Regions from separate parts of the Mus musculus genome. Here regions 2, 3 and 4 are each linked to region 1. The links are chromatin contacts, called in public promoter capture Hi-C maps. All regions are on one chromosome and are shown on one strand. The core of a region is the stretch at or near the end of the contact, and the rest is flanking DNA. Distances in the headings are between cores, read along the strand shown.

Region 1 (6,406 bases), core at 1,183-3,682:
CACCCTCTTTGTAAAATGATAAATTGGGCAAGTGATTAACTTTTATAGACCTAGTGTTCTTATTTTTCTTACCAATAGCTATAGTGAAATAAATCAACAAACATGTCTACTACATCGTCAATCATGTTTTCCATCTCTAAGTTGATCAGTGAAATATACAGCAGAACCATGGGAGAATCATCCTTTTAGCTACAGGAATATTCGACCAAGTGATGGGCTTCACTGTCACTGTAATGGTTTCCTGGGGATCAGGCAGCCTGTGGAAAGTGCAACATCTTTCTCACTTTGTGCTTAGTGAAAATTCAGGGGTGAAGTGGAATCTTTATCATGATGTCTAAATGACTGGAGAAACATCTATTTGGGCTTTTACAATTTGACATTTCATATCAATTTGTTCTCCTTGATTCTGAGTGTGTGTGTGTGTGTGTGTGTGTGTGTGTGTGTGTGTGTGTGTGTATAGATATAAGACAAGCAAATGAAACACAGAGTGTATTAGGATCTCTTAAGACAGAAGAGGACAAAACAACAAAGAGTGTACAATGAGTAGAGACCACATTTTTTTTTTTTCACATAGATTCAGGACATATCACATGGTCACAGGGCCTGCTTTGGCCTCTTCAGCTTATGCACTTAGAGAGAAATCTACTCTTATAACAGTGGTGTTGAGAGGGAGCTTCTCTGCCTGTGCATGTGCCTTGCTTTAAAAACACATGAGTTTGGACAGTATCTTCAACTGGGGTGTGTGCCCAAGAAGAGGCAAATACCATCCTGTAGGCTCTTCAAACTTTCAATAAAGAAAAGGGTGAGACTCACGTTTTCTTCCCGCAGATAGCACCTTGATACCAGTTCTTACAGGAGCTGAAGTATTTCTTTTTGGTGCCCAGAATTTGCTGGAGGGCACAGACGTTTGGGCTGGAGATAGAGAGGGAGGAGGGCGAGGAAAAAAAGAGTTAATTGCTATGGCACCTGCCTCTTCCCAATTACAGGTCAGGTGACTGAAAGAAATGTTTGGGTGAAGTCCTGACATTCCAAGATGAGATCTCAACTTTGTATAAAGCTAACTCCTGTCCCAGTTCTATTGAGCTGCTGGCAAAAGCAGAAGTCTAAGAAAGATAGGAAGAGGAGGGAGAAGAGGAAAAAGGGAGGGGTATAGGAGGGAGGAGAGGATGTAGGGAGGGGAGGGGTGAGGAGAAGGGAAAAGGGAAGGGGGAGGAAGGGGAAGGCAGGGAAGACCACTGTATACTTGAGACTTATACCAGTATTTCAAAAAGTTAACCTGGCAGGGATATTTTAACAGAATTAGACTTAACAGAGTTTAGATTTATGTACAAACTACTGTTAATAGAGAAAAATTCCATTATTTTAAAACTAAGCATTTATTCATTTGGGAGATGGGTAGCTTCAGGATTTTTCTCGACAGCAGGAGACTGATGGTAAAGGACACAGGTTTTACTTCACACTCTGCTGTGTGACTCCCTAGGTGCTTACAGAAGTAGATTGGTGTTAAAAGTAACTTTTGAACAATGCCTTTACACAAATGAAATTTGTTTCTTTAAAGAGAACAAGTAAGAGTATCCTTCTCTATTGCAATTTTAAGCTTGCTTTCTCTTAAAGGGATGGAAATTCTACTCCACTGCTAAGCAGACTGCTCTGAGAACTCAGAAAAATGAAAATCCCCCTAAGGCTTAGGGAGGAATGCCAAGAGTCTCATGCAAAGTGTGCAGATGTTTGCTTGAGTTACTAAGATGTTTCTAATAACTTTTGAAAATCCTACATTTATCCTAGAAGATTAAAAAAATACTCCAAAAAGCCCAGAGTTAAATTTTCACATACAAAACAAAGGAAATTTGCACTGATATCTTGCAGGACATCTTAAAACCTTTGACATGATACCATTAAAGAGCAGACACTCTGATTTTGAAAACCATATTCTGCAGTAATGGAAAGAAATAAAATGCCAAGTAAACTGAATTAGTAAGGATTACCAAACTGTATTTCGTTAATTACATTAAAATTAACAACCCACATCAATTAAAAATACTTGCTATGTTGATAGCACTTCTTATGAGTTTAAGGCATATATATGTCATAGTAACTGTATATCTATCTACATCTATATATGTATATTTATAGAAGACCCATAATTGTTTCTTTTCCTATTACCTTGCAATAAGTAAAACAGCTCCCCTGTGGTGCATTTACAAGGAACTTCACGCATATTTCTAGAACAAGCTAAGTGAGACATAAAGATAAAACAAGCCAGGGACTTACCCCTGATCCCGACCCCTGATGCGGCTGTGAGCCAGGACCTTGTCATAGTAACTGTTGGCATTTGCAGGGTTAATATCACACAGGAACAGCAGCAGCAGAGCATATAAGGGCAGGAGAGGAACCATCTTCAGCCCTGAGCTCCGTCCAGGAAGAGATCTGGCCTGTGCTCTGGAGAGCTGAGTTTATATAGCTCTGGGCTGTGGGAGGGAGCAAGGCTGTGGGAGGGGGCGCTGGGCCAACCTGAAGCTTGCGATGGCCTTACAGAAGCACCAGCAGCCCTGGGCTGTCCCTGGAAATCTCCTGGGTTCTGAGCAATCTGAACTCTGTCTCCTATTTGTTTTCAATCATGGTGAGCCCGTTTTTCACTTCTATAGGTTTACATTGCGAAAAGAGCTGATTCTGAGTTTAGGGATCTCTCTGCCTTCTGTCTCTGCCACCACACTCTGTGTCTCTGAGCTCAGTTACTTTCCTGGTTTGATCTGATTGCACTTAAATCACTCCACAGCAGAACACGGAGAAGAGAAATCACAGGGGCATTTAACCCAAATCCTGGATAGATGTACAATGCATTTAAAGTGTGATTTCCACAGCTTATGTGGAAGAGACACATGCCCCTTGAAGTCCTATGAAACTGGGGCCATGTCTTTTCAACTCATAATGAGTATAGAGGGTTAAGTAACAAAGATCTACTTTGGGAGAATTTCTCTAACTTTTGAAATATATCTATCTATCTATCTATCTATCTATCTATCTATCTATCTATCTTTCTCACAATTTTACTTTTTTTTGTTTTCCATTACACACACACTGCATACTCTGATAAGCCCTGGAAACAAGTATTACTAATCCAGAAATAATGTGGCAATTAAATGCATATTAAGAAACAGGGTTGCTGCCAAGAGTATCCTTCTGCTTTCTGTAAGAACAACTGTACTCTCTTGGAGTTGAACCTCAGCATTCTTAGCTGAGGGAAGACACTTTGTTTTTTTGTTTTTTTGTTTTTTGTTTGTTTTTTAGGTCTTCACACATGACCAGATATGAGATGCAGAGAAACCTTTCGATGAAGAAGCTGCGAAGATACGAAGCTTCAGTTGGCAAGGAATGGAAACAGCCATCAGTCTCTGTGAATGCACACATTTTAAAGCATCTCTAGAGAGGGGGGTGTTTTCTGTGCTGTGTTGTGAAGCCCCCCCCCATACCCATTTATGGGTGTCAGTATTGTTTTCCCACTGACAAGGCAAAGACACTGTGGCTGTTTTACAGTTGGAAAAGTTGAAGGGAGGCCACATTAGTCCAGAGAGAATTCCTTATCTGGAGAGATGTGTAAGCTTCCCATGAGAAGTTTCCTTTCAGTGTTAAAATAATCCTGCAACTAACAGCTAATTTATTAAGTACACAGCCAAACAACACAGTTTGAAGATGAGTCAGAGGCCTCTGTCACTTCTGAAATTTTGGTATTAAAGGATTGAAAGTGTATAAAACTATCTCTGGAGAACTGGGAGAGAAGCTATCATGGAAAGTAAACTATGTTCCTTCCAGGGCACTTGTGTGATAGAAATCTAATCTCTTATTTATATTTATCTAAATGAAACTATTCTAACTTTAACTGCCTCTTTTTCTTGTTTGCTTTATAAATAGTTTTTGCTACTCTTAGTTTGTACAAATGGTGGGCTGTCCGTAACTGCTCAATGAAAAGGCAGCCGTATCTCATGCACATAAGGTCTATCTGATATCAACCAACTGGCTGTTAGAATGTTTATTGATGAGGTTACTGCAGTATTCTGACAAGCAGCACACATTCACTGTTTGGCACAAGGCAAAGCATACTCTCGTATGACAAAAAGGCACCCTGAAACCCCCTTTTTATAGTGTCCAATAATAGAAATCTGAAATCGTTCCACTCTGAGCATCATGTTTGAGACTTACCAAACTCTCATCAAGTCAACAAATGCCAACCCTTCGAAAATATTTACCAATTAGGATCAGTAATGACATCAGGGAGGTCTTCAAAAAAAAAAAAAAAAAAAAAAAAAAGAGCCGGAGACACACAGATCACCCATAAATCTTGAGAAGAACGAGAGTAGAGATTTTAGGTAAAGATGAAGAAATCAGAGTGCTTGAGAAACAGAGGCCAGGTCAGAAGAGTGATGCTGTATGTTAATTGTTGGAAGAAAGTCCAAAGCTAAAGTCTGGCTCTGAGCCAGTTTGGGGACGGCTGAGAAAAGGAAGGCAGTTTTGAAACTGAGAAGGGAAGCTAGCTGAAGTTGTAGAAGAGACTGGGAAAAAAATCCCCGGAAGGGCACACTCTCTTCCGGGGCTCTCATCAAAAGTCGCTCTCCACACAGGGCCCTTTCTCTTCAGCTCTGTGAAACTATGCTGACACTACTGACCCCTGCAATTTTCCTACCAGTCGGGAAGATGACGGAAATCATGAAAATGAAGTCCGACTTTCCAGGGCTGCAAAGTCTGACCCAGAGATGTAAGTCATTACTGAGAAAGAAATGGTTCATTATGTAGCTGAAGAGAGATAGTGTGTCTGAGAAACAGGGCCGTTTCTCTCTAGCCGCGGCATGCTGATTTATAGGCAGTTCTCTGTTATCTGGCCTCGGGAGACCATGAGGTCATTACACTGCCACGCTTACTCACCACTGTGAAACCAACCTCAAACTCCAGCAGTCCCTGGGACTCCTCGCGGACTCTGCACTCTGTAAGCCTGTGCACACAAACCATAAGCAGGATGCCCTTGGTCTTGATTGTATCACTAATTTTAAAATGCTTCTATATTAACATGCGGTCCATAGGTTGCCATGGCACATGAGCTCAAAAGTTGCTTACATATAGAATAAATAATACATGTAACTCTTATAACCCAGCCAAGCCTTGGAGTCAACCCTGCACCTTCTTAGGAAAAGTGCTTCTCACTACCTCCGCACCCGATCTGTGTCTCCACTAGCTTTCTCTAGTCCTGTAAATGGAAACTCTATGCAAGACTCGGTGATCTTTAGTGTCTTTGACTGAGGCCACTTTAAAAAAAAAAAAAAGATTGTTAGCTTGAAAGAATTTAAATCAAGAATCATGTACTAATTTCCATCTTTAAAATGTTGTGTATACATGAAATAAAATTGAGTATCACCAGCCAGCCTACAGAGGTCAAGAAGGTGAGCTATAGGTTTGGATATTCAGATTGGTAGATTGTAAAGGCTACCTTTATGGAGTGGGGTTTCTGAAGCATTCTTTTCAGTACAATATTTCCATAGCTTTCCACTAGTGTCCCCCAACACAGCCTGTAGTGACACAGGAACGACAACGGAACAATACTCAGGGAAAGGTGGGGTTCTCTGCACACCAGAATAGGAACCATGGTCTCTTGGCTGTTAACTGTGAAAGAAGCAGGGCAGAAGACTTTGGGGCGATGGAGGGTGGAGTGGTGTTTTCTCCCCCTCCTTGGACTCTGCCTTGGAAAGCCTTTTATGCAATGGGTCATTCCCCTATTGAGGAGTCAGCCATGTAAGCTTCACCCTCACTGAACTGAATGCATTTGCGCATTTAAAACAGAATGTATTTTTGTATTGTTGCCTTCTACTTTGTATTTCTCTAGAGACATCTAGTGGAGAAAGTGTGGTATACAAATGTGCTTAGAATCACTGGAAATGTCTGTCACATTTTGATTAAACTGATACATTGAAATTCATAGAAAACAACTTAATTTCAGAATGCCAGCCAAGTAGGAATTAGCAGTCTCTTCCAAGAAGTCTCCCCCAGGCTCATGCAGAAGGGACTAATGTGTGCTCTCAAATCTGGATGAAGAGGGAAAGGTATGGGAATGGTTGGAAATAGATTGCTTCGCTTTCTGAGTCGTTTTTTTTTTTTTCTACACTGGCTGACACATGAAAAGAAAGCATGACTATGTGTGTGCACACACATATGCTGTTACACACGTGTGTGCCTATACATAGAAGCCAAAGACATTGTGTGTCTTCCTCACTGTCCACCTTAGTTTATTCTTTAAGAATTTTGCATCACCCTGAGTGAGGTAACACAATCACAAAAGAACTCAAATAATATGTACTCACTGATAAGTGGATATTAGCCCAGAAACTTAATATAGTGAGATATAAGGTACAATTTGCAAAAC
Region 2 (6,406 bases), core at 2,729-5,228, 250 kb before region 1:
TCATGTCCAGTAGTAGTAGATGGTCAACAGAAAACAGATTCGGTGGCGTCTCTGGGTGTTGCTTGTCCTATAATGTCATGTTGGGGCTTTCCTTATTTTTATTTTTCATTTTTGTCATAGTCTTTTATTTTATTTTAATTTAGTTTTATTTACGTATTTTTTTTCTTTTTTTCTTTTTATTTATTTATTTTTTTTTTAAGATTTATTTATTATATGTAAGTACACTGTAGCTGTCTTCAAACTCTCCAGAAGAGGGCATCAGATCTTGTTACAGATGGTTGTGAGCCACCATGTGGTTGCTGGGAATTGAACTCAGGACCTTCGGAAAAGCAGTTGGTGCTCTTAACCAGTGAGCCATCTCTCCAGCCCTGTATTTTTTTCTTATCTCATTTAATCCTATAGGTCTTTGTGTATGTATATGGTATGGCATCCAGTTTGGGACTTTAATTTTTATTTTATTTTATTTTAATTTTTAGAAGATTCCTCAGTGTGAGAATGAATTGGTCTCTGTTTCTTGAATGCTTTCCTTAGTTCATTTTCTTGTTTGTTTGTTTTGTTCAATCCTGATGTGTTGAGTTTTATTTAATCATTTTATTTTACTTATTTTATTTTATTTTATTTTTAAACAGTCCTTTTTTGAAAAAAAGATTTATTTATTTATTTTATGTATGTGAGTACACGGTAGCTGTACAGATGGTTGTGAGCCTTCATGTGGTTGTTGGGAATTGAATTTTTAGGACCTCTGCTTGCTCTGTTGGGCCATGCTCAACTCCACTCACTCAGTCTCTGCTCCCACTGGCCCAAAGATTTATTTATTATAAATAAGTACATTGTAACTGACTTCAGACGCACTAGAAGAGGGAGTCAGATCTCATTATGGGTGGTTGTGAGCTACCATGTGGTTGCTGGGATTTGAACTCAGGACTTTCGGAAGAGCAGTCAGTGCTCTTATCCACTGAGCCATCTCACCAGCCCCTAAGCAGTCCTTTAGAAGTCTTTTTATTGACAGAAAGGGGTGTCAATTCATATGGAAGGGGAGATGGGGGAGGAATAGGAGAGAAAACCACAATCAGGATACATTATGTGTGTGTGTGTGTGTGTGTGTGTGTGTGTGTGTGTGTGTGTAGGGGAGGGGATCAATAAAAGAAAAACATTTTAAAAAAAGAAAGAAAGGAGTTTCTGAGTAGGATTCCTGTCACCTAGAACATAGGGCCAAAGATCTAAAAAATGAAATCTCATGAAACTAAGAAAAGTAAGAGAAACAATTAATGGGAAATTGTTTCTCAAGCTAAAATGCTTTTGTGAATATGATATTTGTTGTTGAATATGATTGATTTAATGCAAGCTAATCCAACCTCTATGGAAGTCGCTGTTGAGGATTTCTCAAAACGCTAAAAGCAGATGCGACATATGATCCACTATAGCACTCCTGGGCATTTACCTGAACAACTTCAAATCAACGTGTCCTAAAAGTTGACCCAGGCCTGACTGCTGCACTAGTCACAATAGCTAGGGGAACCAGCTCGGGTGTCTAAGAACAGAGGAGTGGGTGAGACTGTGTGCTTCATGAGCCCGACAGGGGAACTGTTTTCAGCTGTAAAGAATGAAGTTGTGTCATTTGTGGGAGGGACAATGGATGCAACTGGAGACAGTTACAGTCAGCAAATTAACCCAGTCTCAGAAAGACAGATATTCTGCAGTCTCTCATTGTGGTTTCTAGATTTTATGTAGTCACATAAAGCCAAGCATGTGTACACTAGAGGGAAGTAGATGTAACATTGTGTAAGGAACCAAAGGGGAATCCATAGGAGAGGGAGAGGCACGGCATGAGGGGTGGTCTTCAAGGTATCATGCTAAGAGGAAGAACATGCTCAGCATACAATACTACAGTAAGCAAAAGAATAGAAACCCTACCCTGAAAAACAAAACAACAACAGAGAAACCTGAAAGCCATATTTCCACTCTGATTACTTCTTACTATGCTAATTACTGATTCTTTAAATAAATAGTGAAGCACGACTTCCTTGGCCCATGAAATCTCACAGCCATTCTTGACTAGTAGGTCCTTTTTACTGCTTTCTGTAGATGATGCCCAAGTTCTGACACAGTCACCATTGGACTATTTCTGCCAACTTTCCTGTCAATGTTTATATTCTTAAATAAGCATATATATCATATATATATCTTACAGAAGTATATAATACATATTCTTATATAAATACATATTAGTATTAGTATTATTAACATAGTAATAGTAATATAAATTAATACAAATTAATCCAATCAATCAACTAATTGATATTAATATTAATGTATACTATATATATATATATTTAAATATTTACATGTTTAGGTTATATGCTTTAAAGAATTAGTAGTGTTCTTTTTACTTTCCCTCCCTCCGTCCCTCTCCCTTCCTCCTTTCCTTCCTTCCTTCCTTTCTCCCAATAGGTTATTGCTTTATAGCTTAGCCTGACCACAAACTCCACTGTGGAGCTTAGACTGATTTTTCTGCCTCAGCATCCCAACTGCTGGCGTTGTCTACACCCCATGCTCAGCTGGTCTGAGTCCCCACTCTGATTCATTCTGATCACTATCTTTGAATCCATCCAATCACTTCACTTCCGGAGTATGGGCTCACTGCTCAGACGGAACAGCCCTCAGTTGTGGAGAGCTCAGCAGGCTCAGGCTCCAGTGTTAGACATCTGCCTTCCGAGTGCAGTCCCCACAGGTGTCAACATTTCACCCAACACACAGCTCCGTAGACTTCAGAACCTCTCCCAAGGTCACACAGCTCTTAAGACGCTGGTCTGGAATCTCAGTTCATCTTACCACCTTCAATTCAGGATGTGTATGGGTGGGAGGAAGGAACCACCCCCAGGCTTTTAGCCATTATAAGTTAATGGTTTTTTGTGAGGGACTGAGTGAAGTTCAGGTTTACTGTTTTGAGTTTTAACTAGAGCAGTATAACCCCCCACCAACTGGCTGTTCTGTTGCTTTCACAGTGTGCATGAGCACTGTGCCTTTGGCCTGAACTTCATCTGTGTTGCTTTCTTTACTTTCCCTCGTCTACTAAACACAAAGTCTCCAGTAGAAAGCATTTTCTGCTCTGCCCTTAAATACCACGGCATCAACTGGCTTATGAGGAACTCTTGCTCCCTGACTATTGACTACATTGATTTTGTTTCTCTTGTATCTACATATCATTTACAACACTGATGTCTGTGTGTGATCTCCTCTGCAGAGCTGAAATGAGTCCATGAATTAGAGCTGTACTGAAATGTTGGGAGGGCTGGGGAGAGGACTCAGAGGTTAAGTGTTTGCTGCTCTAGCAGAGCGTCCAACTTTAGTTCCTAGCACCCGTGTCAGGCCGCTCTCAACCACTTGTAACTAACTCTGGCTTGAGGGTATCCAATACCCTCTGAGGTACTTGTACTCATGTGCACAGATATACATACTTGAGTATAATTGAAAGCAAGATGAATATGGGTGTGGTAGGTATACAATGTTAATCCCAGTAGAGTTGAAATCAGAGGTGGATGGATCTCTGTGAGTTCAGGCCAGTGTGATTTACATAGTGAGTTCCAAAACAGGCTGATGGAGACCCTGTCTTAAAAGAAAATCTTAAGGGCTGGAGAGACAGCTCAGAAATGAAGGGCACTGGCTGTTTCTCCAGAGGTTCTGAGTTCAATTCCCAGCAACTACAAGGTGGTTTAAAACCATCTGTAATCGGATCTGATACTTTTTTTCTGGCATGTAGGTGTATATGCAGATAGAGTACTCATATACATAAAAACAAAGCTTTAATAAAAATCTTAAAACTACTTAAGGAAAATAATTAAATGGGTCTGACGTGTTTTCCAATGGCGATTAAAAAACTGAAAATTCAACTCAAGAAGAGGAAGTGTTAGCTGTCACCCGAGAGGCAGATGACCTCGGATTATATAATCGTTTCTGGGATCTGGTTACTACTGGAAGCTGAAAGACTGCAACCACAAGAATGGAGACTTTGCCACTAGTTCTGGAATAAACAGGAAATACAGTACCAGACTTCTGGCAGGGGAGCCTGCCATCATGAAAGTTCAGGTTCTGAGACTGGAGTGCTTTCATCCTACTTGCTAAAGTCTTCGCCATCATTTTCTGTTACCTAACGACTGGAGACTCTAGGACAGTAGTTCCCAGACCACATGCAGAGTCGATGAAAACCAGATGTCCCCAAACTAGAAGCCATTGCAACACAAACTCTTGGATGGATAAACAGGGCTATCTGTCGGTGTGGGGAGATGATGAAGCCGTGAGGTGCCAGGCACAGTGTGACAAGGAAGGCCAGAGACAGTGTCTTAGAATTCGTTATGTTCTTTGCTTTAGCTCCTCAGCATCCGTATTGCCTTGCTAGTGGAAAAAGCACTGCACCTGGAAGATGCAGTCAGCAAGGGAAACCTGGACCCAGTTTCTCCCTGCTAAGCTCCTTAAAGCCAGCGTGAGGCCCTACTGCCAGGGATGCTATCTCCGCTCCAGTGGATGCTTTCCCTTGAGATCTGGTGTGTGTGTGTGTGTGTGTGTGTGTGTGTGTGTGTGTGTGTGTGTTCATTCTCCTGCTTGGCTCTTCTCCTTAGAACTTAGAATTTGAGGTTTGTAAATCATAATATAAAAGGAAAGAAAAAGTGTGGCTACAGGCCTGCAAGAGTTGCTGGGAACAGACAGACAAAATGTCGGTAGAGACCGAAGATGGAGAAGGCTTAGTAAAGAATCAAAGCAAAGAGCAGTACTGGTTGGCAGTGTCTTCCAGGTGACAGGCTGATGTTTGATATATAATATATATATATATATATGTTTGATATAATATATATGTTTGATATATAATATATATATATATGTGTGTGTGTGTGTGATATATAATATATATATGTTTGATATATAATATAGGTACTTAGTGAGCTTGGGAGATGCTTAACTTGATAGCTTCCAGGAAAATATTTCAAGCCAATATTAGACACACATAAATCCACACACCTCACAAACTGCTTAAGGCATTAGCCATTAGTCAATAGGACATACTCTCCCGGCCACTAGTGCAAGAACAGCACTTATTTATGGAACATTCTCCGAAGAGGACTGAAATCTTTTAAAATAACCCAGTCCACAAAATAAAATAAAAGGCTTTTGTGAGCTTTCCGACCCTGCACGTCAGCACTGTATCAACCAGGGAGCCTTTGATGCAACTATCTGGTGTGCATTATTATTATTTTTTGGGGGGGGGCACATTTTTTTCATTGAGCTTGATGTACTTTTAAAAAGCTAGTTCAAAAGGAGCATAAAATTTCAGTATATTTTAAATTAATTGTAGTTGAGCTCAGCCAAAAGTATTGCGTTCCAAGCCAGGTATGGGTAGAACTGCTTTTAAAAAAATCACAGTTTAAAATCACAGTTGACTGGGCTGCAGCAGCCCAATGTAAGCAAACACTTCGTGTGTTTCTAAAGACATGGAGCTCCGAATTGAAAGATGTATGTGTACGTGCCCGAATTATATGTGTGTGCCATGTGTGTAGAGTGCCTTTGGGGGACCAGAAGAAGGTGACAGAGTCCCTGGGACTGGAGTTGCTGGCAGTTATAAGTTTCCCTATGAGCCCTGAACCATTGATAACAATCATTCGTGACAAATAGCAATGGAGTTGGACCACATCTGTAAAAGATAGATAGCATGTGGATTTCTGCACTTGAACTGCCAGCCAATGTGGTGGTACTGCGATGTAACTAGCATAAACCAGAACTGACTCCTGGAGGAAATACATGCAACAACTTTTTAATCCTAATAACTCACACTGGTAGAGTCTATTGTCTTTCTGTTACCGAAGACACAGCTAGGGCTGGAGAGACGGCTCAGCGGTTACGAGCACTGATTGCTTTTCCGAAGAAATCCCAGCAACCTGGTGGTTCACAACCATCCACAATGAGATCTGACACCCTCTTCTGGTGTGTCTGAAGACAGCTACAGTGAACTTACATATAATAATAAATAAATCTTAAAAAAAAAGACACAGCTAGATCGAGAAGCACCAAGTGGCTTGCCTTAGCTCAGAACACTAACAGGCTCCAATGCTGAATTAAAATCAATCCACATGGTCTCAGGGCTGGATCCAAGTCACCCTTCCTATTCTGCAGTTCCCATACCCTGCCTATCTCTGTGTGCAAGTAGGGGTGAGGACAGGCAGGCTGGCACCTCACTGCATCTGGGAACTAGTGCACAGTTTTCTTCTGCTGCTCTGCACATGATGACAGATCATGGAAGAAAGTCTTTGAGGTTTGCAAATAAATTTTAGCAGAAAGTTGAATGTATAGACTTGGAATCCGAATAAGATCCTTCAGAGGGATTGACTGTGTACATGAGACTACAAAGCCTATCTAC
Region 3 (6,406 bases), core at 2,594-5,093, 200 kb before region 1:
ACAGACGTAGACACCAAACTTGCAAGGCTTCTTCTAATTGTAGAGCCTCTGAGGGCCAAGACACAACCTCTGGCCTGTGGTAAATAGCTGGCTAATCACATTTGCCTACTGAGAGCCTTTAGGTTCTGGTTTGCAGAGGGAATGTCTGAAGATGTACAGGAAGAGGAAGTGGCCTCCTCTCTTGTATGCCAAATTAAACTGCAGTGACTGGAGAGAGTTAGAATCTAAAGAGATCCATGGTCAATCCCTAAAGGCTTTGATGTACCATTGAGCAGAAGTCAAGGAACATCATCCCAAGAGGCAGGTCAGTGGTACCAAGAAGGAAAAAATAACTAAAACTGCCTACAACAGGGTTCAGTACCAGAGCTTGTAGCTCAGGTTAGGAAACACTGCTGTCTGACCTCCCTGTAGTCATCCTTCCTGTGGATGCGAAGATGGACTTACCTAATGAGTGGACACCGACTCTCAGGCAAAGTAGTGTTCTCTCTGTGACAGTGACTCTAACAGCAGACATGCCACTGATTGTTCTGGGGTGCCTGGCTCCGAAGCTTGTACATTATTTCCAAACTACATTGTGTAGAAATATTTAGAAATAATTCTAACAGGAGAAAGGCCAAGAGCTTAGAAACAGTTCCTTACTCAACAGGTAAGACAATTTTTGGATTTTCTTTCTTTTCTTTTCTTTTCTTTTCTCTTTTGGACTTATGGGGTCATGGAATATTCTGGAACACCAGTCGTGATTCTCTACTCTGACCTAGAAACTGAGCTGTGTAGTGAGCGGTTTCTTTTTTTTTTTTTTTTTCCATTTTTTATTAGGTATTTAGCTCATTTACATTTCCAATGCTATACCAAAAGTCCCCCATACCCACCCACCCCCACTCCCCTACCTGCCCACTCCCCCTTTTTGGCCCTGGCGTTCCCCTGTTCTGGGGCATATAAAGTTTGTGTGTCCAATGGGCCTCTCTTTCCAGTGATGGCCGACTGGGCCATCTTTTGATACATATGCAGCTAGAGTCAAGAGCTCCGGGGTACTGGTTAGTTCATAATGTTGATCCACCTATAGGGTTGCAGATCCCTTTAGCTCCTTGGGTACTTTCTCTAGCTCCTCCATTGGGAGCCCTGTGATCCATCCATTAGCTGACTGTGGGCTAGTGAGCGGTTTCTATGTGGTAGATATGCTGCCACATCCCTTATACACATTAACTGACTAAATTCTTGGTGTAGGTTCTCTAAAGTTCCTGCCAATTTTTATGTCGATTGTACAGGTTTGAGAGCAGATATCTAGGCACTAGGCAACTTGATGACTGGGGTGAGCATCCAGCCATACTCGTGACCAGAGACTTGCCCCTAAAATGTGGTCCTGTTTCCTCTTTGACACAGTGGTTTGGGATCTGCACCACCTTCCTTGTACTACTACTACTACTTCTTCTTCTTCTTCTTCTTCTTCTTCTTCTTCTTCTTCTTCTTCTTCTTCTTCTTCTTCTTCTTCTTCTTCTTCTTTTTTCAATGCAAGGGGCAGGGAAAAGTTCTCCCCATCACTGCTTGAGATATTTAGGGGATCCTTAGTGGCTTGCTGAAGTTCTGCCTGCAGGATGTAGCCTTAGTCCTTGAACATTGCTATGATGAGGCAATTGACTTGAAAGAAGAGAAGATCATCTTCCCAGTTGTCAACCCTACCTTTGAGTATCCATAGCACCTTCTGATAACACCAATTTGAGGACCAGGCTTTTAACATGTGAGTTGTTGGCATACATTTGTCCAAGCCATAGTAGGAGACTCTCGTTCCTGTAATGACTGGATAAGCTGTGTTGTAAGTGGAAGCACATGTTTTAACCTGGGTGGAAATAGCCTATCTGGCTGCTCGGACTGCTCATCAGCAAGACATCTTTTGTTTTTGTCTCAGGAATGAACCCAGGGCCTCTTTCATACCAGGCAAGCAATGAGCTACCAAGGACTAGCAGCAGCCCAGCTTACATGCATTCCAGCGGTGGCTATGACCACTTAACACATCTTCCAAAGGACAGCCATTTGCAGAGCATGTTTAGTCCTCTTCAATTCTATTCCTTCCTTATTCTGCTTTCCTTTTAATCTCTCCCAAAGTTCCTTGAAGTAGAAATTTCTGGTTTCCTTGGAGACTCAGATGTGTCATGTGATGTTTTTCTGGAATCCTTATGAGAGGATGTTTGTTTTGCTAAGGCAAACACTTGAGGAGACACACAATGCATAAGTACAATTAAGAGGATAAGTAGAATCCAAAAGACAGCAAATGATGTTCTTGCATTGGTTCACCTTGCAATGCTCCACTGATCTCCGCTGATCTCTGATTGTTGCGACTTTGTAGAGAGAAAAGCACAAAGGAATTTCTCGCGGTTTTCCAGCTCCTTTTGCCACTTCCTCAGACTCATGCCTATTAGGTGGATCCTTGAGGACTCTGGTTTCTTCTGTATTGAGCAGCTGCTACTGATTTGGGTTTGGTGTTTGCCAATTGGACTGGACTGCCACCAACCATTCATGTTTGATGTTTTTGGCTGGACTCCTGATATTTTGACAACAAAGATTGGAATCATCCCAAGAACTACTTCTAAACAAGTCTACAGCCCTTATTTCCTATTAACCTCTCTTCCCCCTACTTCTAGTAGATGGGCTAGAAGAGAGGTTGAAGCATAAGATGCCCAATTAAAGTAAGTTTTGAAAAATCTAAACCTACAGTCCTTGTTAAACTTCTCCATGCATGTATCCTATTCTTTTCTCTTATAATGTTGACCTTATTAACTGATATGGAAGGTCCACAACAAGCTCATCTCCCATTTGAAATTCTCCCTCACACCAAAGCACCAAAGTTCCAACTGTACAGAGCACCACTCTCTAGAAGCACATTTTCTATTCCTTGGATCTGATGGCAAAGGCTTGTTCTTTAGAGGGGGAAGGTGGCCTTCCTCCTTAGCCAAAGCAGCGTAACCCATAGTTTGATAGCTCTGCCGGCTAGTTTAATGTCAACTTGACACAGCTATAGTCAACTCAGAGGAGGGAACCTCAATTATGAAAATGCCTCTGTAAGATTGGCTTGTAGGCAAGCTTGTAGAATCTTTTTAAAATTAATGATTGATGAGGGAGGGCTCAGCCCATGGTGGGTGGTGCTGTCCCTGTGCTGGTGGTCCTGGGTTCTACGCCATGGGAAGCAAGCCAGTTGGCAGCACCCCTCCTTGACTTCCACTTTAGCTCCTGACTTCAGGTTTCTGCCCTGCTTGAGTTCCTGACCTGACATCTTTCAGTGATGAATAACGATGTGGAAGTAGAAGCCAAATATACCTTTTCCTCCTCAAGTTGCTTGGTCACGGTGTTTCATCACAGCAATAATAACCCTAACAATATTCTTTAAAAAGGCTATTTGTGTCTTGTTGCAGTTGGGTGATTGAAAGTTAGAAGGAATCTTAAAATCCATTATGCCTCTCAGTGGGATAATAGACTCGTTCAGTTTCTTTTTATGACTTAGAAAAAGGGTGAATTCTGAGTATAAAGAAGTCTTGTCACTGTTGCAGTAGGGCCCATTACTAACGCCAGAGCCCTGCACACTAAGCCTGTTTGCTTAGATAGCCTTCATCAGCGATGATGCTAAATCCCTACAACTTTCTGCCCCAGCTGCTACTCAAATTTTGACCTTTGGCCAAGATTTATTGAGACCCTAAATTCTAAAAGTCAATAGATTTATAGAGACCTACCCTTAAAATACTCTACAAAATTGTCTCCCTCTTCCCTCCCTCCCTCCTCCTTCCCTATCTCCCTTCCTCTCTTCTCCACCCCTCCCCATCTTAACAAGCGTTGCCCTCAGTATGTCTAAACCAATCTTTCTGCTACAGCCTGCTTCCTCTTGTTCACATTTCAGAACAAATAAATCAGTGGTTGAAGGGAACCATCTGGTTGCAATTTCTTTGAAGTTTTTTTTTTTTTTCTTTTAATCAGAAAATTCCCTAGTTTATTTTACTTGGCTGCTTTTTAGGGTGTGATTGTTTCAGTTGAACATCTAAATATCTTTCTCAAAGCTTCCACTAAAGTTTGAAATCCAACGGGGATGAATCTATAAACCAGAAGTACTGTTAGAGGGAAGGTAGACCCTAAGAACAATAGATTTCCCAAGGGTCTGGACTCAGACTTTCTGTAGACTAGACAGCTAAGCAGATGTGTCCCTGGGGCCCATGGCTCTTCTGGTCCATTTTCCCATTGTTTTTTGCATAGGGAGAAGAAAGTGCATGGTGGTTTCTACTGCTTCAGAGGAACAATGTTTCTAGAGTGGTTCCTGTTCATAATTGAGATTTTGTTTCTGCTGTTCACCTTGGTGTACAGTTTGGTCTTAATTTAAACATTTCTCCTTTTTACAGTTTAATTCATGCACAGTTTCATTGTCTGTTTTAGATATAGTGAGATCTAAAAAAAAAAGTGGTTGGCAAAGTCCTTTGAGAGCAAGATGCCTTCTTTGGATTTATCAAGCTAGGGGCAGTTAGTGTGTTATGACCTGGCTCTTGGCAGCTGGCGAACTTTTCCCAGATAGGAACTCAGTGGGCCAAAAGCAGGAACAGAGGAACAATGAATGTTAGATTCTAAGTTCTGAGGCCATTGGTTAAGTGCACCCCCAGAGCTGGCTGGATCCTTCTGGCAGAAGGATAGCAGCTGAGGTGCGGAGGGTTTGAGGGGGCTCAGGCACCTTTGGACTTGCTTGGCACTGGGATTTGTGTTTGACTCTTTTGGGAAAGTGGTGTGGCAGAAGGAAACCAGGGGAGATGTGCCAGAACATCAGGGCACCTTCTGGGAACAATCAAAGACCACTTAGCCTAAAGGCTCCTGCATCTTCAGGGCACCTTGGACTGCTTCTTAGAGAATTACAGTTACAGCACCAAGAGAAGCCAGTTTTCCTGCATTCAGACTTTGCATTGGTTCGGATCCATAGATTATCTGCGGGAGGGTTTGGGAAAGGCCTGCAGGCAGTGGTTATCATTAGGTTCCCCAGGGCAGGCAGTGCACTATCAAAGGAAATTCTCTCTAACTTTGGTGACTTTCCAAGGCTTGTGCTTAAGGCAGGATGTATGCATGCTGACTTGGGGGGAAGAGGGCCAGCTAACTTACTGTTACTGACAGTCTATGCTCTTTCCTCTCCTAGCTTCTCCCAGATCCTATCCAAGCCTTTCTGCTCATTCACTCTCTTAAAAAACACTCAAACACCCCCAACAAGAAACAAAACCAAACAAAAGGTCTCTCTCTCTCCTTCCAAAACAACAACAAAAACAAAACAATCCAAAATAAGCAATAAGATAAAAACTCCAAAACAAAGCAAAATGAAACAAAGAAGGCAACAGAATCCCATTCAGTTCCCTTTGTATTGACAACTCCTGACATGGGGCCTGCCTTGCAGTGTGGTTGATATGGCCAGTGAGACTCCATTGGGAAAAAAGGAGTTTTCTCTTTGCCAGCAGGAATCAATTGCAGATGTCTTCTCACTTAAGGGAGGGATCTAGTGTCCACTTCCCCCTCTCAGAGCTGGGACCCTGTCTGGTTTGAACCTGCACAGGCTTTGTACTTCTGTGACACTCTGAGTTCACATGGAAGTCAGTCCCGCTGTGTCTGGACGATGCTGTTTCCTTGGTTTCCTTCACCCTCTCTGGCTCTCACAATCTTTCCACATAGATCCCCGAGCCTTAAGGGGTATGGGCTGATGGAGACATCACACTGAGGGTGGATGGTTCCAGTAGCTCTCTCTCCGCACGTTGTCCAGCTGTGGGTCTCTGTGGTAGTTCCCACCGTGGTGATCTTTCATGGTGAGGATCCATTATTAGGAAGTTCATAACCACCAGACATGGAGGCCTTATCTCTGAATCTACTATCGATAAAACATACCTTGTTTTCTTTCTCCTCTCATCCTGCAGTCATGTCTGAAGCTGGAGGGAGAAAGGATAATTCATTTATTAACTTTTACAAACACCATGTCCGTTTAGCTCAACTTTAGGCCGACGAGTTAGCCCTGGTTCTATAGAGGCAGAGTCTTAAAATATTCACAATCCCCCCCCCAACGATTTCCATAAATTTCCTTAAAATGTCCCTAACCCAGATCTAGCCATCATCCACAGTTCTCAGGTATATAGAACTGTTACCTATGGAGGCCCTTCTTGCTGTTGGCCTTGTAGGAGCGCTAGTCCAACCCAAGATAAATGTCTCCTCAGAATTTTTAACAGACTTATCTTTATCAATTTTAATTATGTGTATATATGTGTGTTTATGTATAGAATATGTACATGTGATTACAGGTACCTTGGAAGCCAGAAGAGAAGAACACTGGATCTCCTGGCACGAAAGTCACAGACAGTTGTGAGCTACCAAGCGCTGGGGAAGAGCAGGAAGACCTCTTAACCACTCAGCC
Region 4 (6,406 bases), core at 1,586-4,085, 150 kb before region 1:
CCATACACATATAATATTTGTATGGCTTTATCCTTCCAGCTATAAAAAGCTGATTAAACTTTCCAAAGATTTATGAGCAGCACGGGTCTAATTTCTTTGGGTAGTTTCCAAGTTAGTCTTTTGTCAATTTGATATTAGCTAGAGTTATCTGGGAAAAGGAAAATGAATTGAGAAAGTACCTCCATTAGATTGCCTGTAGGCAAATATGTGAGGCATTTTCTTGATTAATGGACTCTTGATTAATGGATTCTTGTTAGGGGAGGACCCAGCCCACTGTGAGTGGTGCCATGCTGGGAATGTAGTCCTGGTGTGTACAAGAAAGCAGGCTGAACAAGCCATGAGGAGCATGCGGTGTTCCTCCATGGCCTCTTGCTTCAGTTCCTGCCTCCCGGTTCCTGCCTTGAGTTCCTTCTCTGGCTTCCCTCAGAGATGAAGTGTTATATAGAAATTAAAAAAAATTAAATGAACTCTTTCTTTCTGGTCATGGTGTTTTATCACAGTAATAGAAACCTAAGTCAGGTGGTTATTCTATATGAAATAGAAGAAGAAAGGAACACAGCAGACTTCTCTCTTTGCAGCACTCTGGTGTCTGAATGACCTGTTGAGCATCATGATGAAGTGTTACTGACAAGGAACACAATGTCTTCATTTCGGACCTGGATGAAGTCCCTCCAGAGTTAGAGATACCATCATTTAGATTGTCAAATTACTGTCTTTTTTCTGCATATTGGACATTTCAAATGAGGCAAAAAGTCAGTAGAAGAAAAGTTGGAACAGCACGTCCCTAGTGAGTCGTTCTTTTGTGCTTCACACAGAAAATTAAAAGTTGAGTGAATTTCCAAGTGAAGAAATAGCACGCTGGGTCAAATTAATACAATGTGCTTAGTATGTATGATTCATGCTATTGAGCTTCATCATGACCTACAGGGAATAAAGAGGCAGATGCTAAAGTTCACAGCAAATAAGGACATTATCGAATGTTCCAGAGTCAAGGACCTTTTTATTAAATAACTGATAACCAGGTTGTAACAATTTGTTGCTTGTTTTGAGTAAGATTACACTACGTTAGGGTCAAAGACTAGACTCTGGCAGACCTATGAACCTAGGCCCAACAACCTGTCTGAAATATATCAATTAAAGACAAAAGTTTGGCTAGAGAGATGTCTCAGTCAGTCACATGCTTGTCTTGCAGGCCCCTAGTTCAACCCTTGGAATACATATGAAAACACGAGGCTGGTGGTGTGTTCATATCTCCAGTACTGGGGAAACACAGATGAGATTACCCTTGAAGCTGCCTAGATAGTCAGTCTGGTCTAGTTGGCAAGCTTCAGACTAATGAGGGATGCTGTCTCAAATGAGGCAGACAGTGCTCTTTCTGATGACACCTGAGGTTGTCCTCTGAGTTACATGCTGTCCTCTTGCTTACACACACACACACACACACACACACACACACACACACACACACGCATACGCACACGCATACGCACACGCACGCAGGCATGCAGGCACTCGCGTGCGCACGAGAAACAAAAAACAATACAGATAATGGTGTAATTTATTACTACTTACTCAGGTTGCAAACTCAACAGTCTCCACCCAGGATCTACTGGAATGAGTATTTTTCAGTCTGGGATTGAGTTTTACATATGAGTATACTATTAGGAAGTGGGATGTGTGTTTTTCTACAAAAGCATGTGGTTACTCTAAGAATGTCAACTAAAATGCGCTCTTCAAACACCCCTGCCTAAACTTCAAGAAATCTTGATTGACAATTGTTTTATCTGAAATAACTAGTATGAAGAACAATGTATTCAGGGATATAAAATAGGATTGATAATGGTCTTGGCTTTCTATTTATATGGTTTTCTTTTTCACCCACAATTAACTTTGATTAATGGGCAGTGTAGATGGGATTAGATTTCTCTTTCTATGTGTATGCATGTGCATGCATATGTGTATCTAAATTAAGGAACAGATTTTGAGTAATGGCTCTCTCTGGTTGTGTATTTCTTTCCTCTTCTTAAAAGTAGAATCCTTGCTCATTAAAAGGAAGCTACACTTTTACTTGCTGTCTGAAAACGACTTTTCTTCTATGGGTTGATAGATGAGAATGCTATTTGATCACCATTCATTTATTCATTCATTCACTTGGTCCTTGCTGATAGAGAAACTTTGTGTCAAGTTGGCGATGCTTCTTCATTGAGAAATTAAAGAAATTAAAGTAAAAAAAATCACTTTGTCTCATCAATAAATTGAAAAAATGTTTATATGTGTAAAAAACCATGAAAAATAGACTATGTGGAAGTGTGTGTGTGTGTGTGTGTGTGTGTGTGTGTGTGTATGTGTGTTATGAGCATCAAGAAGTATTCAGGAAAACCTCTAGAAAATAAATGACACTCAGGCTATATGACAGTGTGGTAGACTTTGTTAATGTCTTTCGACCAAAAATCATAATCAAAATTTGAGTGTTGTTATTAATATATAAATATATTGAAGATATTTTGTTTCTGTTTTTATCCAGGCCTATAGAATTTTTTTTACATTAAAAGTTTTATTATTTGTGATGAATCAGGATAACATAATGAAGTCCCAATTTTTACCAAAATGCATTACTGATGTCTTCATATATTTTATGATATTTTCCTTAATTTTCCATGTTATTAGAAACAAACAAATGAAAAAGCAATGAAGTCAGCGAGCTATCAGAGAAATCTGCAATTTATAGCACAAATTTTATTTGACTAGTTTTGAATTCCACAGCATGAGAACATAGGCCCAGAGGGAGCTAGAAAAGTATTAATCAAAGGATGATGGAATATTGGCTTTTAGGTCCAGGATTTCAAATCCTTGTGGTGAAAAGGGAGAAATGGGCTGCCTTATACATCCAGGTTTAGTGGGAGAGGCCAATGACACTCACCCAATTTTGCTTTAAATAACAAATACTTTCTGTGTGTCCTGTGTCATTTAATGCCTTAACATTACTTTTCTTAGAAATATGAGTCACTTTGGGTGAATTTCTAATTTGAAAAGATGCCACATTTTAGCCCACCTGTGGGGACGTCTGGTCCTTGTGGTGTGATCAGGGTACCACTAGCAGGCTGCAGATGAATGGTGGACAAAAACAAGACTGGAAGAGGCACTTCTTGCCCTCTGTTGGTACCTTGGGCTGAGAATGAGTGTCCTGGCACTACCAGCTATTTCTGCCTGCATCCACTTTGACCAAACATTCCTTGTTAGAGGAAATTTCTTTTTCTAGCTGGAGCCATTAATAGCCTTTTTGTTGAGTTTGAACTCTCTGCAAATAGACATGGTAGTGATGTTGAGAGACTGGGTCACCTTTGACTCTCTTTAGGGCCTGAAAGATGGCTCAGCTGTTGTGAGTACTTACTGCTCTTGCTGAGACTTGGGTTTCGTTCCGAGCACTCACATGGCAATTTATACTTATCTATACTTCCCGTTCCAAACAATCTGATGCCTCCTGCTGGCATCCACAGGCACTACATACATGTGGTGCATATATCTACATGAAGGGGAAATACTCATACACATAAAACATAAAATAAATCTTTGAAAAATATACCCAGCTTTAGCCATCTATATAATCCCATGGACTTTCTCTTCTGGGTGTTGTTGTGAGTTCTTCTCTAGTTAGGGACGAACCAATACTCAGCCCTGGTGTTCTTATAAAGATGAAGATGCTCTCTTTCCTATGGGTAAAAATGTAATGCAGAGTGAAGCAGGGTTCTGCAGTCAAAACAAGTCTTCCTAATTCACCACTCAGGTCTGACTCATGACCTCACCCGAAAGATCGTGTGTACCTTTTAGTGTACATAACTGGAAATGGCACCTGGTGACACACTTTGGGCCAGATGTGGGCCTGTCAATATCTGTCATGAAAGAAGACTTGGAACTCTGATCTGCAACAGTCAGGATCCTTATTTTTCTTCTCTTTCCCCTCATCTCTCTTATATCACATCATAACATATTTTCGTCAGGCTTTAAACTTGCAACCTCCTAGAGTTGAGATGTCAGCTGAGTGACACTGTTCCTGCCATGAACTGTGGTCTTCACCACTCCAGGTAGAAGGAAGGTAGCAAGTTCATCTTGGGATAGATCTATTCCTCAAAAGCCAAGACTGAAATGGTGTTGAGGGCTTTCTTTGTGTCTTTAACTACATCATTCTCTTCTTTGGAAGACAAGAGTGAGCAGGTGGGTGGAGCCATGGTACAGAGGAGAGTTGAAGCTTTTTCCCAATACTTCTTGCAGTTTTATAGTGGGAAACATGAAGAGAAAGAAAATCAAGAGCATTTCTGTAACACTCTAGTCAACCAGCTTAGGTTGGGCCCTTGAACACTCATGTTGACTATATAACTGTTCTAACTGATTTTAATGTGATCCTCTAGAACCAAGGTTCTTGTAGAAATAGGGATGAGGACACCCACTGGGATTTCCACATTCATTTTCATAATTCCTGAAGTGAAATTCAAAGCTCTGGTTCCTTTGCCATGACACTCGAGGTTCATATAACCAAGTGTGTGATGGAATGTTCAGCCACATTATTTTTTATGCTTTCCCGTAAATCTGTGCTTCCGGCTCATTGAGCTCCTGGCAGTTGCGCAAACATTCATCTCTGAGCTCCCTTTTGTCATCATTTTAAGTGTTTTATTCTGACAAGTATCTCCATTCATTACCTGGATAAATATAACTGCATTTTCACAATTCAGCTTGGGAAAGTTTAGGTCTTGGTAGGTGCCTTCACTGAGTGGTTGATTCATGCTCATGTTCAAGGTGGGTTTGGTTTATCCCAACATTTCTTTTATAATTTCAAGCTTATCTGCTAGGATGATGAACCCATCTTTCATCTCTACATGTTCGCATCGTAGTACTCAGCAGACAGTCATCAACTGATAAGCACTGTTGAAACTTCTTACATTAGTCCCTTCCCTAATCAGTGTCATAGCTCTGATATTTGTTAAATGGTAAATGTTTATCAGAATAAATTATTTCCTTGTATAGAAATATTGGTAATATTTTGGTGATATTGGCAGAATGTGTTTCTCACTAAACAATACTTTGGTTTTCTGCTACCAACATTCTTTTGAAATACAAGTAAACTGACTTTAGTAAATTTTCCCTAGTATTTGTGTAATAGTTCCCCAAGAGTAGAAAAAAGTTATGTCTTGTAGTTCAAATTCTGGAAAATCAATTTTTAATCATTTCTAAACACTCATGAAGAGAGATATTTGTGCTGGTCCAAACAATTTGAGGGGTGTTATTAGGAACCGAACATATTTATATTTAGTTACATGTTGAAACAAATATTAAAGACAAAAGTAAGCTTCTGTAGGAAATAGAGACCATGTTATGTTAAGCGGCTTTGAACGGCACCCTGAAATGTTTACTGAGTAGGTGTTACATATTTAATAAAAAAATTACACAGTCTGTAAGAATTAGATATCAGAGACTTCATTTGTTAAATTTAGGCTAATGTAGAGAGGGAACATTTGTTTGTCCCTTTAACTCACCTTTAATCCACTAGGAAGAATTGTCTAAGTGTTGTGGGCTATAAAGTTATTTCTTGTTTATCTCTGGGCTCAAATTTGTTCAATCTGGTAAAAATATTTGAGTGGTGCGTATGACAACTTGGGGACTGAGAAATGTGGTGTGAATTATAAAGATTGGATTCTTAATCTAAGTAAAACCTTCACTGTTGGACGGTCTTTCCCAGCTCATGAAGGTCTTACATTCACAGGAAAATGTCTTTATTCATTTATCCTTAGACACACACACACACACACACACACACACACACACACACACACGGCATCTATTTTATTGTGACTATCCTGTCCATGAGAACAATGTCTATTTACAGATGCTTGAACATGCCATAATTTTATAGCTTATTTTGGGAATGACTTGAAGACTAGACTGGAAATATGTTTCTGTTATGGTTCTTGAATATGTCTTGTATTAGCTACTTGTCCCCCACTCCAACAAGAGCAAGTCAAAGGAGAAAGCATTTGTTCTGGCTCATAGTTCAAAGGTACAACCGTCTTGGTGTGGGAGTCATGGTAGCCTGAAGCAGCTGGTCATAGTGCATCTGCAGTCAATAACCAGGGGATGGTGAATGCTGTGCTCAGCTCATTTTTTCACATTATTAAGCATAGTACTCCACCATATGGAGCACTACACTGTATGGCAGGCAGACCCCTGGAGCTGAGGGCCAAACCAGGGCCTTGAAAGTGCTAGGCAAGTGCTTTACCACTGAGCTAAATCCCCAACCCTGAGAAGAATATTCAAGGCAAAGAGAACAGTAGTGAAAAAATACTTGAGTGAGAGATGTGGAGATAGACACAAGAATCAACTTTACATAGCCATGGTTGGTTGAACCAAGAAATAC

The links. Promoter capture Hi-C pulls out the DNA fragments that hold promoters and counts their contacts.
Region 2: a promoter capture Hi-C map of frontonasal cranial neural crest shows a contact between it and region 1, with 4 times the contacts expected there. The contact joins the enhancer-like site here to the promoter of Postn in region 1. A contact is called at or near these places in 10 of 39 promoter capture datasets (the 3T3-L1 cell line, HPC-7-derived erythroid cells, cranial neural crest and 7 more), 1 of 115 datasets of contacts at active chromatin or transcription factors (fibro-adipogenic progenitors) and 3 of 9 other capture datasets (adipose tissue, liver and pancreatic islet).
Region 3: a contact with region 1 is called in a promoter capture Hi-C map of second pharyngeal arch cranial neural crest, with 5 times the contacts expected there. The contact joins the enhancer-like site here to the promoter of Postn in region 1. A contact is called at or near these places in 19 of 39 promoter capture datasets (the 3T3-L1 cell line, 3T3-L1-derived adipocytes, the HPC-7 cell line and 12 more), 2 of 15 datasets of contacts at CTCF or cohesin (the NIH/3T3 cell line and stem cell-derived epiblast-like cells), 13 of 484 Hi-C or Micro-C datasets (the 3T3-L1 cell line, the C2C12 cell line, CD8 T cells and 7 more), 8 of 115 datasets of contacts at active chromatin or transcription factors (the NIH/3T3 cell line, craniofacial prominence, embryonic fibroblasts and 5 more) and 4 of 9 other capture datasets (adipose tissue, liver, macrophages and 1 more).
Region 4: a contact with region 1 is called in a promoter capture Hi-C map of the 3T3-L1 cell line, with 6 times the contacts expected there. The contact joins the enhancer-like site here to the promoter of Postn in region 1. A contact is called at or near these places in 16 of 39 promoter capture datasets (the 3T3-L1 cell line, 3T3-L1-derived adipocytes, the HPC-7 cell line and 8 more), 6 of 15 datasets of contacts at CTCF or cohesin (the NIH/3T3 cell line, embryonic stem cells, liver and 2 more), 51 of 484 Hi-C or Micro-C datasets (3T3-L1-derived adipocytes, the AtT-20 cell line, CD4 T cells and 18 more), 6 of 115 datasets of contacts at active chromatin or transcription factors (embryonic fibroblasts, embryonic stem cells, fibro-adipogenic progenitors and 2 more) and 3 of 9 other capture datasets (adipose tissue, liver and pancreatic islet).

What each region holds. Positions count from the first base shown.
Region 1 is chr3:54,357,133-54,363,538 of GRCm38.p6, reverse strand. It overlaps Postn (periostin, osteoblast specific factor), which reads right to left and starts at 2,432. Exons shown (of 22, transcript NM_001198765.1): 1 at 2,272-2,432; 2 at 814-912. The coding sequence starts at 2,396. Gm31095 (a long non-coding RNA gene) reads left to right here and starts at 2,468. Exons shown (of 2, transcript XR_375670.3): 1 at 2,468-2,620; 2 at 3,289-3,877.
Region 2 is chr3:54,609,368-54,615,773 of GRCm38.p6, reverse strand. No RefSeq gene overlaps it. Among named protein-coding and RNA genes, the nearest start is that of Gm40050, 11 kb to the right of the region's middle. Within about 2 kb of position 3,978, at least 18 of the 459 cell types and tissues checked have an H3K27ac peak or open chromatin away from gene starts, as enhancers often do. A contact at or near this core is called in fibro-adipogenic progenitors, where this site is marked.
Region 3 is chr3:54,557,893-54,564,298 of GRCm38.p6, reverse strand. No RefSeq gene overlaps it. Among named protein-coding and RNA genes, the nearest start is that of Gm31154, 26 kb to the right of the region's middle. Within about 2 kb of position 3,843, at least 24 of the 459 cell types and tissues checked have an H3K27ac peak or open chromatin away from gene starts, as enhancers often do. A contact at or near this core is called in cancer-associated fibroblasts, craniofacial prominence, heart atrium and 1 more, where this site is marked.
Region 4 is chr3:54,512,055-54,518,460 of GRCm38.p6, reverse strand. All of the region lies in intron 3 of Gm31154 (a long non-coding RNA gene), which reads left to right. Among named protein-coding and RNA genes, the nearest start is that of Gm31154, 20 kb to the left of the region's middle. Within about 2 kb of position 2,835, at least 1 of the 459 cell types and tissues checked has an H3K27ac peak or open chromatin away from gene starts, as enhancers often do.